Regions from separate parts of the Mus musculus genome. Here all the other regions are linked to region 1. Evidence: chromatin contacts called from public promoter capture Hi-C data. All regions are on one chromosome and are shown on one strand. The core of a region is the stretch at or near the end of the contact, and the rest is flanking DNA. Distances in the headings are between cores, read along the strand shown.

The links. Promoter capture Hi-C pulls out the DNA fragments that hold promoters and counts their contacts.
Region 2: a contact with region 1 is called in a promoter capture Hi-C map of hippocampal neurons, with 7 times the contacts expected there. The contact joins the promoter of Tubg1 here to the promoter of Rapgefl1 in region 1. A contact is called at or near these places in 2 of 39 promoter capture datasets (hippocampal neurons and pre-B cells) and 1 of 115 datasets of contacts at active chromatin or transcription factors (astrocytes).
Region 3: a promoter capture Hi-C map of hippocampal neurons shows a contact between it and region 1, with 8 times the contacts expected there. The contact joins the promoter of Mlx here to the promoter of Rapgefl1 in region 1. A contact is called at or near these places in 5 of 39 promoter capture datasets (the 3T3-L1 cell line, the C10 cell line, hippocampal neurons and 2 more) and 1 of 9 other capture datasets (liver).
Region 4: a promoter capture Hi-C map of pre-B cells shows a contact between it and region 1, with 6 times the contacts expected there. The contact joins the promoter of Atp6v0a1 here to the promoter of Rapgefl1 in region 1. A contact is called at or near these places in 2 of 39 promoter capture datasets (hippocampal neurons and pre-B cells).
Region 5: a contact with region 1 is called in a promoter capture Hi-C map of the 3T3-L1 cell line, with 6 times the contacts expected there. The contact joins the promoter of Cavin1 here to the promoter of Rapgefl1 in region 1. A contact is called at or near these places in 2 of 39 promoter capture datasets (the 3T3-L1 cell line and hippocampal neurons).
Region 6: a promoter capture Hi-C map of liver shows a contact between it and region 1, with 3 times the contacts expected there. The contact joins the promoter of Stat3 here to the promoter of Rapgefl1 in region 1. A contact is called at or near these places in 2 of 39 promoter capture datasets (the C10 cell line and liver).
Region 7: a contact with region 1 is called in a promoter capture Hi-C map of hippocampal neurons, with 5 times the contacts expected there. The contact joins the promoter of Stat5a here to the promoter of Rapgefl1 in region 1. A contact is called at or near these places in 1 of 39 promoter capture datasets (hippocampal neurons) and 1 of 115 datasets of contacts at active chromatin or transcription factors (embryonic forebrain).

Annotation. Positions count from the first base shown.
Region 1 is chr11:98,835,533-98,838,039 of GRCm38.p6, forward strand. It overlaps Rapgefl1 (Rap guanine nucleotide exchange factor (GEF)-like 1), which reads left to right and starts at 1,253. Exons shown (of 15, transcript NM_001080925.1): 1 at 1,253-2,141. The coding sequence starts at 1,622.
Region 2 is chr11:101,118,862-101,121,368 of GRCm38.p6, forward strand. Tubg1 (tubulin, gamma 1) reads left to right here and starts at 1,256. Exons shown (of 11, transcript NM_134024.3): 1 at 1,256-1,381; 2 at 1,686-1,798; 3 at 1,970-2,137. The coding sequence starts at 1,333. It overlaps Retreg3 (reticulophagy regulator family member 3), which reads right to left and starts at 980. Exons shown (of 9, transcript NM_026501.3): 1 at 680-980. The coding sequence starts at 918.
Region 3 is chr11:101,086,038-101,088,544 of GRCm38.p6, forward strand. It overlaps Mlx (MAX-like protein X), which reads left to right and starts at 1,253. Exons shown (of 8, transcript NM_001159385.1): 1 at 1,253-1,330; 2 at 1,717-1,753; 3 at 2,199-2,288. The coding sequence starts at 1,289. Coasy (Coenzyme A synthase) reads left to right here. Exons shown (of 10, transcript NM_001305982.1): 9 at 1-107; 10 at 211-582. The coding sequence ends at 273.
Region 4 is chr11:101,008,186-101,010,692 of GRCm38.p6, forward strand. It overlaps Atp6v0a1 (ATPase, H+ transporting, lysosomal V0 subunit A1), which reads left to right and starts at 1,256. Exons shown (of 22, transcript NM_016920.4): 1 at 1,256-1,379.
Region 5 is chr11:100,969,363-100,971,869 of GRCm38.p6, forward strand. Cavin1 (caveolae associated 1) reads right to left here and starts at 1,255. Exons shown (of 2, transcript NM_008986.2): 1 at 628-1,255. The coding sequence starts at 1,104.
Region 6 is chr11:100,938,286-100,940,792 of GRCm38.p6, forward strand. It overlaps Stat3 (signal transducer and activator of transcription 3), which reads right to left and starts at 1,255. Exons shown (of 24, transcript NM_213659.3): 1 at 971-1,255. Gm46295 (a long non-coding RNA gene) reads left to right here and starts at 53. Exons shown (of 2, transcript XR_001780333.2): 1 at 53-201; 2 at 788-1,957.
Region 7 is chr11:100,858,098-100,860,604 of GRCm38.p6, forward strand. Stat5a (signal transducer and activator of transcription 5A) reads left to right here and starts at 1,254. Exons shown (of 20, transcript NM_011488.3): 1 at 1,254-1,483; 2 at 2,387-2,479. It also overlaps a transcript of Stat5b not described here.

The sequences.
Region 1 (2,507 bases), core at 3-2,502:
GCATGTGCAGAAGAGAAGCCCTCCCCTCTTCTTGGTTCCTAAAAGGTTACCTGGGGAGCTCTAAGCCACTCTGGCCAGTTCCTACTTCCAACCTTAAGAGAGGCCGAGTGTCCAATTAAGGCTGTCCAGGAAACCAATGCTCAGATCCAGCTTCATAGCAAAATCGGAGCTTTTTTTTTTCTTTTTCTTTTTCTTTTTCTTTTTTTTTTTTTTTTTGTTCCCTCTCCAAATCCCCAGATGGGTGTGCAGAGCTTTATTTCTGTGAACACATGCTCTAGCACACATGGAACTGAGTTTGCACCGACAGCAACACAAGTGTAGTACACACCCTGTCAGTTTCACCACTCCCAGCTCTTAGCATTCCTGTCCATCCATGCCTTGCTGAGGCACAGTAAACAGGGGTGGGACTTTGCCCAAGGAACACCAGCCCACCAGGAACCCGGTGCCACTCCTTCACCATGTATACCAAGCCTGGATGTGTTCACACTGTCTCTACAGCCCCATCCTAGTGGAGTGTACCCTGGGAGACAGAATGCTCTGGCGTAGCCACCAGGAGTAAGGGCAATATTTCTCCCATTCTATGGCTATATACACTAATGTGCTAGGTGATGGATGATAGTTGGCAGTTTGGGGACTTACACATCTCTTCAGTCTTGCTTCCCTTCGCTACCACCTGGGCTAAGATGCCCTTGTGCTTTTGGTCGTCTCTTTCAGTCTACTATCTCTTTTCACCCCAATTAGACCTGCCACAACCTGCTGGCCTCTGCCTGGCTCTTTCCTACTTGCCAGTACTTGCCTTACAGGGCGGCCCTGCACCACCCCCTAAACCCTATCAGAAAGGAATATGGGTACCGCCCCCAGTGCCAATACCAGTTTACCCAAGACGCCGTCCCAGCCCTTCTCAACAGGTGGAAGATAATGACCAAATAAAATTGTGGGAAAGATGCAAAGAGTTCAGCAGTCTTTATAAGCCTCACCTGTGCACAGGTAGGCGTGCCAAGGTCAAACATATGCCCTGGTTATTTGAAATGCTCAAAAGAGACCCGGTAATCAAGAGCCAGGAGTCCTCTGCTTTGGTAGATCTCTCCCTCGCCTTTGCCCTTCTGCGACTGTCAGAAACCCAAGTCCTAATTTTCCTCGCGGTCAGCGCCAGAGCCCAAGTTCAAGCCTCGCGCGGCCGGGCGGGGGCGGGCCTAAGCAGGGTAGGGGCGGGGACTGGAGGAGGGGGCGCGGTCTCAATTCTGCCACCTTCCCCGGGGCCAGGAGCGCAGCCGCCGCCGCGTCCTCAGCCTTGCGCTCCGCCCGCTGCCTCTGTCGCCTCAGCCCGGCCCCGGAGCGCTGAGACGGGGACACCAGCCCCTCAGCCTGCCAACCCTTCGGCCGCAGCCGGCATGGGGGGCCGCTGAGAGCGAGCTCCTCTTCCCTCTGGCACCTCCCCCGGCCACTGGCCACTGGACTCTGGCCAGCGAGGCTCGGCCACCTCTCGCTCGCAGTCCGACGCCTGGCACGGCCCTCGGCTCTGCTCCCCCGGCTCTGAGCATCGTGTCCCCGCCTCCCCCCGCCCGCGCCTGGGACACCTGGGTCCCCCGGCGGCCCCTAAGAGAGGGGCGGGGGGGGGGGCATGAAGCCACTGGAGAAATTTTTGAAGAAGCAGACGTCTCAGCTGGCGGGGCGAGCGGTGACTGGAGGTCCCGGCGGGGGTCCGGGTTGCTGCGGAGGGCCTGGAGGGGGTGGGGGCCCTGGTGGGGGCGGCGGTCCGGCCGGGGGACTGCGGCCACTGCAGCGGCGTCAGAGCGTGTCTCGCCTGCTGCTCCCAGCTTTCCTCCGAGAGCCCCCAACCGAGCCCGGGCTGGAGCCGCCCGTTGAGGAGGAAGGGGGAGAGCCATTAGGGGTCTCTGAGGAGCCGGGCAGTGGGGGGCCCTGTTGGCTGCAGCTAGAGGAGGTTCCCGGGCCTGGGCCGATAGGATCTGGGGTGCCCCTGCGCTCTCCTTCCTCGTACTCCTCAGATGAGCTATCCCCCGGCGAACCCCTGGCTTCACCACCCTGGGCCCCCCTGGGCGCCCCCGAGCGGCCAGAGCATCTTCTGAACCGGGTTCTGGAGCGCCTGGCTGGAGGGACCACCAGGGACAGCAGCGCCTCAGGTAAGCCTGCTCATCCATCCCAGAGCAAGAGAGCACGGGGTTGGGGGTGGGAGGTGAGGGATTGGCCCGGGGGATGCTCCCTGATTGTTTTTTCTTGTCCTCAGTGTTGGTGTAGAGGATGAGGGGAAGCCCGAAGTAATGTAGGGGAAGGGGCATGGTAATGCGCACCCACCTTCCTCCCCACATTAGCTTCATTCTAGGGGAAGAAGGGAAACCATCTCTCTCCTTCAACTACCCTCCCTCTCTCTCGGCTATTTAAGCCAGTCTCCCACGAGCCCTTGATACTGCCTACCTCCTCCCACGCCCCTAAATTAGGGCCTGACACCCTAAGGTGGACGCTTTCCCGCTGAGGTTGTACGCTGCCCT
Region 2 (2,507 bases), core at 6-2,505, 2.3 Mb after region 1:
GAAAGAGAACTCAACGGCTCTCAGACAGCCTCAAACTCCTTGAACCACAGCTAAGGTCTAATTTTTGGGGGGAAGCGTTGCAATCCTAAGTGGCTCTGAAACAGATGAAAGATCACCACTGTTTTTTAATTTTTTCCTTCTTAATACATCTACTTTTCTTTCAAGCTGAAACTCCACACAAACTTCACCAACTTGACTGGGTGAGACGGTATCTAACATGCTAATAATCCATGATAACCGGCTCAAGCTTGTTTTCCTCCTCACACCCAGGGATACCCTTCTGCCTCTCCTCCCATCATCGTTAAGTTAAAACCTCTCGGAACCACCACCCTGGGGCAAGCAAGAGAAACGGAGGAAATGGTCTCGAAGTGAAATCACTTTCTCTCGCTAACAAGAGGCACCCCGGCTTACTGCGAGCGACACGGGATGGTACCAGATTCTCTGGCGAGTCGTGGGGGCAAGTGGAGAAGACCAGGAAGGCCCTGCGAGCACCCGGGGTGCCAAAGCCTGGAGGCAGGCGGGATGCTGGGGAAAGTGAAGCATTATCAGGCAAGTATCAGAAGCAGCCAGGGCGACGAAAGAAGGCAGGACAGGGCAGGTGAGAGATCGACACCCCCCCCCCCAGAACAACCTGAGGAATTCCCGCCTAGTAGGGTCAGTGAGGGTCCGGGTGTCTCACCAGAACGCCGCGTTCAGCCCCAGGCACCACAGGGCGCTCCTGGCCGGCCGCTCCCACACCAGGGCTGCCTGCACCCGGCTCAGCAGAGGCTCGTAAGGGCCCAGCACCTCCACCAGGGTCCGCTGCGCCGCCTCAACCTGCTGGTCGCGCTCCCAGGAGCCGGACATAGCTCGGCGGCCCCTGAAAGCCAACCCCGAAGCTGGACCCGGGGCCGCGGCCACCCCTTCAGCCTCCTCCATCTCCCCTTCAGCAGCCACAACATCCGGGGCCACGGCCCGGGAGTCACAATAACACCGACTGCGCAGAAGCACGATTTGGCTGCGGCCGGGCGGAGAAGGGGCGGGGCGGGGCAAGTGCCGGAACGCCCACGCGCGCATGCGCAGACGCTCCGGTGCGCATTCATCAGACGGAAGAGAACACTGCGTCGAAATGCGTTCCCGGCGCTGAGCGCGATTCGGAGCCGCGCACGCGCAACTCGCACGACTGAAGCCCGATGAAGGAGGAAATTTCATCTGCAGAACCCAGCTCCCATTGGAGCGGAGAACGATTAGGGGTGGAGCGCATTGTCTGGCGCCTGCGTCTTGCCGGCGAGCGCGCTAGCGGTCGGCGGTGTTGCTGGCGGGAGAGACTGCAACGCCGATGTCTGAGGAGCGATGCCGAGAGAAATCATCACCCTACAGTTGGGCCAGTGCGGCAATCAGAGTGAGCGAACCTCCCAGACCCTCTGCCTCCCAGGTTCCTTAGGTGCAAGAGGCCCTCGCAATAAGGTCATAGCTTCGGTCTGTCTGCAGAATCCTAGTTCTCCCCCACAAAGGCGATTCCCAACCCTGTGCCCAACTGCCTAAAGCCAATGGACCTTCCCCTGTCCAGTCATTGGCCTAGACACTAGGGAGTCCCAAGGCTAATCTAGATCCCTAGACCCAGGCGTTCAAATCCCCCACTGGCTATTTGGAACCTACCCAGACTCACGTATCTTTTTTCTTCACCTTCCGCCTCCCTCTCTTAGTTGGGTTCGAGTTCTGGAAACAGCTATGTGCCGAGCATGGCATCAGTCCCGAGGGCATCGTAGAAGAGTTCGCCACGGAGGGCACTGACCGAAAGGACGTCTTTTTCTACCAGGTGCTCCCCCAAGTGACTTGACCAGGACCCTGGCGGGACTGGCAGCGCGATCTGGTGCTGGGAAACTCTGAGTGGATGGATGGGAACAGAGTGGCTATCTTGAGGGAGAGCCTGCAGGAGCCAGAGTTGGGAGGCTTCAGGACTTGACCCATCCTGGCTTCCCTCTGACAGGCAGATGATGAGCACTACATCCCCCGGGCTGTGCTGCTGGACCTGGAGCCCCGGGTGATCCATTCCATCCTAAACTCCTCCTATGCTAAGCTCTACAACCCAGAGAACATCTACCTGTCGGAGCATGGCGGAGGAGCTGGCAACAACTGGGCCAGCGGATTCTCCCAGGTCATTTGCTGTTCCCCTGAAGGGCTCTCAACTCTGTGGGTGGGCACAGGCCCTGTGGTTTTTCTACAGATGAAACTAGGTCAGAGATGTTCGAGTGCTGAGTAAGATAGCCATGGCTCCAGGAGCTAACTGGAACGCTAAGGACGCAGTCTAGCTAGTGCTTTGTTGCAGGCCATTTAAATACTTTCTGTGTTATCTTTGTAAACCTCTGACTAACCCTAGAAGTAAGTACCATGGGTTTATGATATTTTATCTACTTCTTCAGACTCAAAACAAAACTCTGAAATCAAAGATATTTCAAACTTCACTTAGCAAAACCAATGCGCAATGGAGAAGGAAGGCTATGTTGATGTATCTCGTTACCTTATTG
Region 3 (2,507 bases), core at 3-2,502, 2.3 Mb after region 1:
CAGCCGCTCAGAGCCGGCTGCAGAGCCAGATGAGCGGCCAGCAGCTGGTAGAGCAGAGCAACGTGGTTCTGAGCACCTTGTGGGAGTCACATGTCACACAGAGCCAGGTTGGTGCAAAGGGAAAGACTAGGTTAGGTTGTGGGGAGGGAAGGTTCAATGGTTAGCTTTTCTGACCTTGCCTTTTCTTGTATCATTCTGGCCTGGCCAAAGGTGGAAAAGGCGTGGAATCTTCTACAGAAGCGCCTCCCTAAGGCTTACCAGACCAGGAACTGACAGTGGATTTTCTATGGCGCCAAACTGGCCCTTGAAACTAACAAATCTAATGGTGAGGAGAAATGGGGGCCTTGATGTTTACCCTCTATCTGGCCTCAGGGGCTTTAAGCTAAGCTGTGCAGGACACAGAGAAGCTTGGAAGTCCGCCTAGCATGCTGGAATTTGTCCAGCAATGAGGACACAGCTAATGGGGAGCGATCCGCTCTGAGGTTCTGTCCGCTTTTTGGTGGTGGATGTGATGTCTACCTAGTGTTGATGGGTTTGGTGAAGTCTGGACCCAGTAACTGAATTAAAGATGTTTCCAAGTGCTGCTTGTGTGGTTTTCTGTTTCCTCTCCAGTGACTCTAGATACCTTTGGAACGTTAGACTCCAAATTCAGGGGCAAGGTCTGAGCTGGAAGTCAAGGAGTGCTGTAAAGTGTAACCTATCAGTGACTAGTTATGTGCTTTTGAGTATGTTATAGACTTTACTGTAAGCTTAACTTAAAAGGCATTTTTATAAGACTTAGCGTCCTGCACCTGCTGAGTGTTGGGAGACCGATGCTGGAGGTGGCTTTGTGCCCCCTTAGATCAGATCATGTGATGTAGGAGAAATTCTTGACCCAGCAGCAATTGCCAGGCGGACCAGCTGTGCGCGTGCGTACAAGGTGTCACACTGTTCAGACAGATGCTAGTACTCTCACTCGGGTTCTACCACTAAACTAATTACACTTCTAGCCCCTCTGACAATCTTTTTGGAGGTGCTCCATTGCACAGAAAATCGCCACCATTGAAGATTCTCATTCGGAGGCCAGTGGGGACCCTTAGGGGCTGACATTGCCTACATTAAAGCGAATTGGCCAGATTTAGCCTCCTCCAACATTCAGTTAAAAACTGGAGCGGCGCAAGCGCAGCGCTATCACACCGCTCACGACTACAATTGCGGATTGGTGGGTTGGATCACGTGACTGAGCCTCGCCTCTTCCTGGAGGTTGGGGGCCAGTCCGCTGGCTTGTTTCCGGTTCGGTAGGTTCACGATGACGGAGCCGGGCGCCTCTCCGGAGGACCCTTGGGTCAAGGCAAGCTTCGCGGACGCGCACGCCGGCGAGGGGAGGGCGGGTCGGGCTCGTGCACGTAGGGGGTCCGGAAGACGCGGGGCTCCCCAACTATCCCCAGAGTCTCCCCTGCTGTCCGGGGCCCGGGGCTGCAGAGAAGACAGCTCTCACCCGGCCTGTGCCAAGGTGGGGAGACAAACGGGCGTGTGTGCGGGAACGAGGGGGTCATAGCTGGGAGATGGGGCGGGGACGGTAGGAGCATACAGAGGGGGCGACGCCCCCCTAGGCCCAGCCAAGGCTTGGCTTAACCATTCAGTGGTCCCTGCACCTGTGGTATGAGCTTTCGCGGATTGCGCGTGCCTTCCTAGAGGCAGAGGTTTGACAGGCTTCTCCCTTGCTTGGTGCTGCAGGTCGAGTATGCCTACAGTGACAACAGCCTGGATCCTGGTGAGTGCCTTCTCCATTGTCTGCGGGTCAGGAATGACTCCTGGTTCGGCTCTGTAGATTCTTATGGTCTTGCCAGCCACACCTGAGCACAGTCCACTGTCACTGCGCCAAGGACTTGGCTTGAGAAGTGAGGGTGGAGCTGGAGAATAGGCAGGAAGCAACCATGGTCACACCTGGTTCCTCTGCATTAGAATGGGAAATGATGGAAACAGTGACAGCTGGTCATAGTCACTGCATCCAGATGCTCCTGTGTGAGCCAGAAATAAGTCCTCTGGGCAGTGTAGACCCTGGGACAGGAGCATTTCAGCATGAAATGGAAGGCCTGTGGTGACTGGCTTTGGAGTTGATGGCGAGAGGTCAGCATTTGAAGCCATTGTGCCCATAGGTGACTGAAGGCATGGCAGTGTTCCCCAATCCTTAGTGACTTGAGGCCTCTTTTTTCCAGGGCTTTTTGTAGAAAGCACCCACAAGGGGAGTGTAGTGTCCAGAGCTAATAGCATCGGCTCCACCAGTGCCTCTTCTGTCCCCAACACAGGTAGGCAGCAACATAGCCCGTCGCACACCTGGGGAGACTTAGCTCTTCCATCATTTTAGTATCTTTCCTAGATAGGGAGCTCCGCTCTCCATATGGGGGTGGCAGGAACAGTGCCAAGCCCGAGGCTCACTGTCTTTCACCTCATCAGAGATTAACTAGGTTCTTTCTATTCAACATCTCTGGGCACCAGGTCCTTCCAACTGGGGAAGGGTGGGCGAA
Region 4 (2,507 bases), core at 6-2,505, 2.2 Mb after region 1:
TAGAAACAACTCAAGTGAACTATAGTCCGGGATAGGCTTTCTTACAGGTAGTGTATGAAACACTTGTTTGCGGTTAGGAAGCAGCTGACTCTGAGGTTAGCTTTTTTTTTCTAAGTCTACGAGGAAGGAAGTGACAGTCATTGTGAAATACTTGGCAGGATTTCAATTGTGGGTCCCTGCCTGTAGAAGGAGCTTCAGAATGTGAAAACCGTAAAGCCTAGGTCTCAGAAATGCTGCTTCTCGAGAGAATTGTAATGAAGCAATACCTTCAATTACCATGTGCAGTAGAAAAATTCAAATAAAATGTTCACTGTGTCCATCATTTTGTTCGGGCTCACAAAACACGTTTTGTAATACTTCTGCCAAGCAGATAAAAATTATCAGTACAAGTTGCTTTTTTTTTTTTTTTTAAATCCGAAATACCTCCTTCACTACACTTGAATCTCAATGAGTTCCGCCACCCACAGAGACTGACTGACCAGTTCTCCAAGTTCCTCCTGATGTTTCTGCTGACTCCCTACTCTTCTTTAATTGGGGGGAAAGGACTCTATCAATATTTAGAAAAGGAGCTTTAAAAAAAAAAGGTAGGTATTATTTTGCATTCAAAAGATATATGAGGAACTGAAAACTCCTACGTGGTCAGATGGGTTCACAGAAACCTAGTAAGCAAGATAAAAATAATTACTTTGTCAACATGTGGTCTTCCGGGGATTTTTTTTTTTTTTCCAATTTGGATAAGTGTAAATCCTAGGTAGCTGCTGGAAGAATGAATCCGATACTTTGTAAGTGGACGAGATCCTATGTCTCTAATATAGGACTTATCTTAAGTCGCTCTCCAGTCTGGGGCTCAAATATTTTCAGAGGTCTAAGAACGACATAGGATGCGTATACGTAAAGAAGACTAGCTTTGAGGCTCCCTTCAAGCTCTCAGATCATTCTATAATGTGCCCATTTCTTTCATGCTGCTTTCTCCAAGAAAAAGTTGTGAATTGGTTCTCTGGAAAGTAGAGATGGCAGGTAACCTTGCTCCGAGGATAATAGAGAGAAAGGATTCTGATGGGCTCAAAAGGCAAACACTTCAAAAGTCACACGCCCAGCCCAGATGACTTCCAAACTGGGATAGAAATCACAACGCCGGAACAAAGATGGCGACTGCACACCAGGACTCGCCCGAGCCCCATAGACTCTGCACTGCGGCAGCAGGGGAGAGGCAGCATCCTATTGGTCAACTGAGATGAAATCATCTCGGGGGCGGGACTCGACGGTGGCGTGGGGGCGGAGCCTTGCTTGCGTACGCTGGTCGGCGACTCTGCTCAGCCTGAGCCGGGGTCGCTTTGCTGCGGCGGCTGCGGTCGCGGCGGCGGCGGAGCCGGCGAGAGGTGAGCTGGGGTTGTAGAAAGAGCGCTTCCCCGAGTGGCTTTCGAGGGGACGTGGAGCGCACTCGGATACCTCGGATGCTTGTCAGAAGAATTAGCCAGGATCTTAGGTCTCTGAGAAAAATATGGGGGGCTCATCTCCCTCTTCGGACACCCTTCCTGTGGGCAGAGGAACTGGAGGGCCACTGCTCAGGAATGACCCGGGAGAGGAGGAGGCGAAAGGACAGAAGAGATCGGATAGGCAGAGTGATCTGGGGGGATTTCTTAAAGGGTCTTACAATTTGGGGATTTCTTCCCTAACCAGGAGACAGGTTATGCCTGGTCCAGAAAATTTCTGCGCTCTCACTGTGCAGCTTAGAAACGAAGAGGTGAACGACAAATGCTCCCTGCTAGAAAGGGAGGATTGGAGAATCCGAGCGAGAGTCCTCCTGGGAGGACCTTGGGTTTGGATCACCCTTTTGCAGAATTACTTTCTTCGTACTTCATTTCGCGACCCCTGGAAACCGCTTTTCCAAATTCGTATTGTGTTTGGTTTCAGTGGGGGTAGAGATAGTCTTGGAGAGGCCTGTAATCATGAAGGAACAGGAGGAGGGCGGTAACTCACTGGAGGCTGTCAGCCCTGTCAGCCCTGTCAGCTATGCCTGTCAGACATGATTTCATTTATTTTGAGGTTGTGGCATCTATCCTCGTTCAAGGTGGAAAGGACTGGTTATAGCTTATGTGGGTGATTCATATTCTTAAGTCAACCCACATAATCTCTTGAGAAATGCTTGCTTTTAGTCGAGTGTGTTATTTTGCTCTCCTTGAACACCTAATGCCGAAAGGATTTGTTTTTCGGGTTCCTCAAAATGTCTTCCTGCCTTCCCGAAGGGCAAATCTTCTCGGAAACATCAGTCTTATCTATCGATTAACATGGAATTTGCATGACGTTACGACATTAAAAGTGATGCAGTGCATGATGATCTGTTGAGGATAGATACTGCAGATGCTGCTGTACCGAAGCTGAGCGGGGAGCTTATCGCGAATAAATAATTGCATTTTCAGTACCACTGATAGCGCCAGCTGCTGACCTGAACGGAAGCCTTCAGGCTCCTAGGAGAGACTTGACAGATAGAAGAAGGCAGTTGTCTT
Region 5 (2,507 bases), core at 5-2,504, 2.1 Mb after region 1:
TTGGGAACTGAAAGTGCCTGGAGGCCAGGGGCAGATCGCGGCCTAGGGACATGCGTGGGTAGCCGAGGTTGGTGCGGGGGCGCGGGGATAGGGTGTGGGGGGCTGACGATCGTGTCCCTTGCATGGCGCCCCCGCCACTGCGTGCCTGAGCCCTGAATCACCCGCTATATCGGGCCCGCAGCGCCGGAGGCCCCAGGTCCCGGGCCCCACCTTTAGTGTCTGCTTACAGAGGGGCATACAGAGACCACCAGAGACCTCGGGCATTCCCTCCCTTTTCCCTCTCTCCGCCCCACCAAAAAAAAAACTTCCTCCAAGTGGAAAGGCGTTTGACAGAGACAAGCTGGGAGCATTCAGCGTTCCCAAGTCTAGCCCGCTAACTTTTCCGATAGGAGTTAGAGACCGTGGGGAGGAGCCTGGAGAGGAAGGCGCAGGGTGCGCCCCTCTGTGAGCCCCAAGAGTTTGCCACTCCCTAAACCCCACTCCAACTGGGTTCACAGGAAGGGGGGAGGAGCTCCTGACCGCTCTCACCAGGCCGGGCTGGCGGAGAGACGAGCCTCGGCCGGGTGTCCCCACCCGGATCCCAGGCCGGGACCCCAGCTCTGGGCGCGGTCCGCCCCGCGGGCTCACCTGGTAGATCATGACTTTGAAGTTGCGGCGCCTCAGCAGCTCCGCCTCGTTGACCTCCAGTTTCTTTATCTGGCCGGCCTGGCGCTCCAGGCTGCCGCGCACGGTCTTCACGTTGACGCTGACCTTGCGCACCTTCTCCAGCAACTTGCTCACGGTGTTGCTCGTGGTGGCGTGCGCCTTGCCCAGCTTGCTCAGCTCTCCCTGGATGCTCTGCACAGCGCCCTCCATCTCCGCCTGTCGCTCCTCCAGCTGGGCTTGGGTCAGCTGGATCTGGTCAACGGCGCCGATGATTTTATCCAGAAGGCTCAGCACCAGCACACCGTTCACCTGGTCCGACTTGATCAGCTCGTCGGAGCCGGTCCCCGACGGCTCCTCCGTGGCCCGCGCCTCCCCTTGGGTGGGCTCCGGGCCCTCTGAGGAAGCATCGGGAAATCCGGAATACGGCCGCTCAACGATATGGAGCGTGACATCCTCCATGGCTTCCCGGAGCCGTGCGGGGCCGACCGGGTGGAACTGGAGCGGGAGACCGGGAGAGAAGGAGGAGCGAGAGACTGGACAGCGAGCAGGAGCCCAGAGCGGAGGAAACTCGAGCCACGTCCGTGCGCACCGGGACTCTAGCCAGAACTGTGGGGCGGGGAATCTGCGAGTTGCCCGGCTCCTAGACCAAACCCGGAGTCCCGTCGGCCATTGGCTGGCCCCACCCCAGAAAGGGAGGAACCGGGGCAGGAGGGGAGACCAACCCCGGAGGGGCAGCAGAGGGGAACCCAAGAGCTGGGCGCCCCACCCTGTTCAGGATGGTTGGAATAGTTGGAGCGGGAGTCTAGGGCCCCCCTTGGCAGTGGAGGCTGCGGCAGCGGGACTGGGGCAGAGGAATGTGAGCTGCGGAAAGGAATTAGGTCTTCGGAGTGTGCTCTACTCTTTCTCTTTCCTCACCCACAAACCCACTCCAGCCTTTTAAGATCAAGCTGAGGTCCAAATGGCGCGTGAATTGGGTGTAAACGAGTAGTTTGTGTCTATGCCTCATGTCCTTGGAGGATCCTTGCCCTATACAATCTTTTTCAAAGATTTGGGGGTCTGCCCCCATCGTCTATCTATACACTGAGTTACCACTGTCCCCCAAATCTTGTGGGGTTGTTAGTGAGAGAGAGGGAAGAGATGAAATGACAGAAAGGGTGACGGCCTAGAAAGGGCCTCTAGGTTTCTCTTAGAATTGTAAGGACAGGGCATGATTAAGGCGAGAAGTAAATTATAAAGTAAAAGCTTTTGGTCACTTCTCCCAGGGCCCCCTCCAGCAGATATCTAGCTAATTCTAAGAATGTGAGCGTCGGACTCGTTCTTCCCTTGGGTTCTCGGATATTAGGTGAGCATTCAGGGAGATCACGGAACCCCATCTCTTTACCTAGCAGAGAAAAGAAGGCCAAGAGGAGGCAGGTGGCTCTCCAGGGTTCACTCCAGGTTACTGTTGCCATCTGTTCTTAGCTCCAGGTCTCTGAACTCCACCGGTACTCAGTACCTTTCCCTGGGGCAGGAATTGGGGCAACTATAGCGGTACTACCGAATGGGGAAGCGAACAGTTTTCTTCATGGTGCTGAACACCAAGGAGCTGGCAGTTCTGAGCAGGCGCAGAAAAGTCCTTAGCACAGACGTCTAGAGACACAGGCTGCCCTGTGTCTCTAGACACAGGCCCTCAGCAATCCCTGGAGCCACCCCAATTCCCTTTCCCACAGAGATACTGAAAACCTTTTCCCTGATTAGGAAACCAGGCTTGGGGTTCCCCGCCTGGATGGGTTCTCGGCAAAAGGTCACTTCTAGTCTGGTGCCCACCCTCCTTAAGTTAAACGCTGCTCTGTGGAGACTCGAGGGTCGTCGATCTAATCAAT
Region 6 (2,507 bases), core at 5-2,504, 2.1 Mb after region 1:
GCCAGCCTGTCTTTGTTTCCCTAGCTTCTGCTTTTACACAAGAGCTTGGCTATGAGACAGAAAACTCCCACTCTTGATTGGCTCACCCTGGCCTGTGCAATTAAGCAACACCACGATCCAGTAAATGCAATGGCTCAATTATTTATCGTCTCGTCGAGTTTACCAGGTGTTTATGAGAGAACAATGTCAAAGAGGAAAGAGGTTTGTTGCTCTTTAGAGCTGGTTTGGCCAGGGATTTATTTTGAATTGGGAAAAAAAAAAGTGTTCTTAACAAGGTGGGGGAAATCATAGCTTAACACAGAAAGAGATGGGAGAGAATTTAGAAAGGATACAAGTTTGTCAATTTTCTATAGGAAATCTGATTCTTAAGAAAAAAATCTAGCCAGTCCCAGAGGCTGGGGGGGGGGGGGGAGGGGGAGGGGGAGGGGCGGAGAGGCAGGAGGAGAGACACAACAGTTCCCACCTCCTAAGTGGGTACAGCTGACTACAGAAGGAACGGGAGCAAGGCAAAGAAAGTGGCTAGGCAAGGAACGGCCAGGCCCAGCACAGGGGCAGGAAGGAGGCTCCTTCTAACGCCTCCACCCCAATGATCTCCACCTGAGTGGCAGTGGCTCTGGTGGCCCGAACGTCCCTAGCCTCCGGGAGCAGTCACAGGAGGGCCGCTTCTGTCAGTTCTGTTACCCTCAGCCTAGAATGTCCTCCCCCCCACGGTCCTACACCCCCCAGAACTCCCCACTCTCTCTCCGCATCTCCCCCTCGAAACTTACAGCGTCCCTTCCTTTCCCAGGCTGGTTCCTGTCATCCGGACGTCAGTGCCGCCGGGACGACCCTGTGTGTCTCCTCCTATCCTCCTGCCCCATGTAAGTGTCCATTCACAGCTCTAAGCACCCCCACAGCTGACGAACCGTGGGGTCCCCCATGCCGTCCCCCGTGCCGTCGGGGAGGTGGCCCCACCCTGCACCCCCTTCACCTGTCTCCGGGGCTGAGGCCCGACTGGCCGGCCTGCGCTGACTCCAGGCGCGAGCTGCTGGGCTCCCGAGGGCCGCCTGGCCTCTCCTAGCCGACGCGGTCAGGCGACACCGAGCGGGGTTGTACCTCAGCGATCCGGTTAGGGCTCGTTCCCTCCGCCGCGACGTCGGAACCCCAGGTTCCCCCTCCCTGTCTACACTGCAGCTCCGGAAACCGCTGAATTACAGCCCCTCCAGCCAATCCCCACCCAGCCGCCACTGGCCAAGACACGCCTCCATGCATAATTAAGGAATGGCCAGCTGGCTAGGCCACCCTGAGGCCTCCGGGCGAGCGCTGTACTTCCTAAGCCCCGCCCACTAACCAATGAAAAACGCCTCTAGGAGAGAAGGCGGGGTCGAGAGCTCTGGGCACACCTCCCTGAGTTGGCTGTTCTGAGAGCTTTGTGCTCCTCCCTCCGCGACCAAGGGACGCGCAGAGGCCTAGCTTACAAAAAAGCCCGGGGGGAGGGAGGAGACATTAGCGGAATGTCCTGCTGAAAACTCAGCTGAGTTCCTGGCAGTGCGTGACGTCAAGACACTTTAAATGCCCTGATACGGCTCGCTTCTGCCCGCTCTCCCTTTTCCCGGCCCTTGGCACCACGTGGGGGCGAGTTTGTGAGCTCCTTACCACGTGGGAATCAGCCACTTAGGCGGTCCCCAGGTGTCACCCCACTTAAGCATTTGGGTTTGTGGAGACATCAAAAAAGAACATGGGCAACTCCTGGCTGCTCTGAACTTCAGTTCTGCGTGATTATGGGCATACACCCGGAAATATGACGTGGAAATAGAGTAATTACTAGATTGCGTGGGGGAGAATAGTGGCTATAACCCGGTTCTCTGTTCCACCATTTCAAACCTGAATCTCAACAGCAAGGCTGATTGGTCAGCTCACAGAAATGCAGAGAGCCTATGCATGACAGCTGACACGAATACACAGTACTTGCCATTTCCACGTGTGTCTGAGTTCTTTTTTTTTTAAACTGTTATACTGGGTCTTGAAATTCTGAAAGATAGTTTTGACCAACTTGTTTCCATTAAAAGGTACTTATTTTAGGAGCTAGAGGGATGCCTAAGTTAAGGGGACTGCCAGGCTGATCCTGGTAAAAATTCAAGTTCAAGTTCCAGCATCCCACAAGATGGCTCTTAGCCATTTGTAACTCCACTCTGGGGTCTGGGGGGGGGGGGGGGATCTGAAGCCCTCCTCAGGCCTCTGCCCGCAGCAAAGACACACACCTTGTGCAGAAAAACGTGCAGACAAAATTAAATCACTTTTAATTAGGCACTTAATTTTAAGAACTGAAGCTAACACACACAGAGAGAAAGCCCATAAAATATTCTGATGATTTTAGGATTCATTGTTAACATTAACTAGTCTTTCACCATTAAACTTAAATGTCCAATTGAGACAAACCAGTTCTTCCACACTTTCCCACTACTGCTTAACTAGAGTGGCAGGAGTTAGGAGTAACATCCATTTAGTCTTTTGGGGGGGGTCTTGAC
Region 7 (2,507 bases), core at 4-2,503, 2.0 Mb after region 1:
AACCAGATGAACTGGCAAAACGTCTCAGTGGGTAAAGGCGCTTGCCAAGCAAGTTTGGCAAGCACGGTTGACAGAGAGACATTATTCCATGGTTGTTGTTCCCTCCACAGGAGGGCCACAGCATATGCACACACAATAGTGATAAGAAACAAGAAAATGATGTTTAAAGATACAAGGATTAGGAACCTCAAAACGGCCCAATGAGGAGAGAGCCAGAAGCAAGGCAGGGAGCCAGCTACCTTTGGGTCCTGGTAAGGTCTGGGGACATGAGTGGGTTCTGCAGACTCTCCTACACTTCTGCTGGGTGGCACCTCCCCGCTAGCTTTTGAGTAAGCAGGCCTAACCACCTTCCCAGCAAGCCCAGCCCAGCCCAGCCAGATGTGGGAGCCCCAGACTTCTGTGGGTCCTGGGGGAGGGGTCTGGAGAAGTCAATGCCTGGAAGTGGGTGGGCAGTTCTTGTACCACACCCACTCTCAGGTGTCCAGATGGAGGGCATGACCAGCGTGGTCCTCTGCCTACAGATGTAGCTCAGAGAACTTAGGAAACCTAATGAATCTACTGTCACGTCCACTGTGAAAGACTGGGGGACACAGGTGCCAAGTGGGGTCCACCTACCATGAGGCAATGGGCTTGGATCTGTCACACTGGCTCCAAGAGTCTGGTCAAGTCACTTCCCCTATCTGGCCTTTTATTGTTCCCATTGGTAAAGTCACCTTTAAGGCCACTGGCAGCTTTGCATGTTGATGTTCATCTGGAGCGGAGGGTCTAACTGGCTCCCGGTCAATCCATTGTACAGAGTAGAGGGGAAAGACGGGAAAAGGCTTATGCCTACTCCTCCTGAGCCCCTTACCCTACCTGGTCCTGGCAGAGCATCTGAAGAGCAAGGTCTCTCCCATCCTCTGATCCTCCTTGCAAACCCCCCCCCCCCCTGTTTTCAATTCCTTTCCTCGTGATCCTGCCAAGTAAAGTCACTGTGACCACACACAGAGGGCGGGGACAGCCCAGACATTTCAACTTCTGCAGAAAAGGTTCAGGTTTTCCCCACCTCTAAAGTTGAAAAAAAAAAAAAAAAGAGTAAAAGAGGAGGTCCAAAGACCAGAAAGAAGGATCAGGAACTCGGAATGGAAAGAAAAGATACAAGAAGAAATTAGTAAGAGAGGAAGCCAATTAAAATGATCCCTCCAGGCCACTGGGTCTTGGCCCGGATGGTATTCGAGTAGGCAGCCAGGCTGGCCCCTCCTTTGGTACTGCCCATGCCAACTTCCAGGCAGAGAGGAGGCCCAGAGGAGAGGGAAGCTGGGCAAAGGGGATGGCAGACTTCCAGCCTGGCCTTGTCCAACCCCTGGGCCTTGAGGGGAACTCTTCGGGATGGGGACTATGATCCAGGCAAAGCTCCAGGGAGCAGGTCTGCTGCCCGGCAAAGTCTGCAGGCAGATGTGAAGTTAGAAAGTGCCGGCTACCCCTTCCTGCGCCTGTTTAGAAGGTAGGACCAGCTTCAGGTGTGACCCTTCTAGGTCACTGGATGGACTCCCGAGTGGTTTGTGGGTCACAGTCTGATGATGAGACTGTGATGTGACCACAGTGAGGTCCTGGGCAGGCCCCTTCTCTTCTCTGGATTGACGTTTCTTACCTGCAAAGGTCAGAAGGGGGTGTGGGGGGTTGAAACCTATGATTACCAAGGTCTTTCTTGCTCGGCTTTAAGGGGGAAGGTCATGTGGTGGAAGTCATGCTAGGTGGGAGACCTTAGAAGTAGGCTTGGCTTCTCTGGGATCGCCAGTCCTTCTAAAGTTTTGACTCTGCAGGCATAGAAGCCACATGCACCCTTACCTGAACATGCGCGTGTACACACACACACACACACACACAAAACTTTGTAAATCTAGAGACAGACTAGTTGACTCCAGAGGTAGGAGCCATCTCTAGGTAGATTTTTTTTTCTTTTCTTCCTCCCCCTCTTTTATTTTATTTATTTATTTTTAACAGATGATAAAACTGAGGCCCTAGTTAGGGATTTTCAGAGTTTGGGACTTCCCGGCACCCTCTGGCTGCTCCAGTTCAGCTGTCCCAGGACGCTCCTCCCTCATTCCCCACCCACCCACCCCCGGAGCCGCAGGGGAGCACAGACCGGGAGTCCCAGTGTGTGTGTAGGGAGGGGGCACCCCGCTGTAGGGGCTGTCCTCAGCCCAGCGCCGCCCAGCCTAGTGGTCGGTCTTGTAAGCGGGGCGCCCTGGCGCACTCGCCGGGGCGCCGGTAATCGAGGGCGGAGGCAAGGAGGGAGCGACCGCTGCTGGGAGGGGTGCTGGGGCGAGCTCGCGCGCTGTGTTTGGTCTATCGGAGGCAGCTGACCTTTGAGGAGGAAATCGCTGCTCTCTGCTCCTTCCTGTAGTAACAGCCTCCACCGCCGCCGCCGTCAAGAGCCGTCAGGAGCCGTCAGAAGCCCCGGCCTGGAGCGACAGCCGCAGGCGCTCCGCAGCACCAGGTGGGTGGGTCGCCGTGACTCCGCCCGC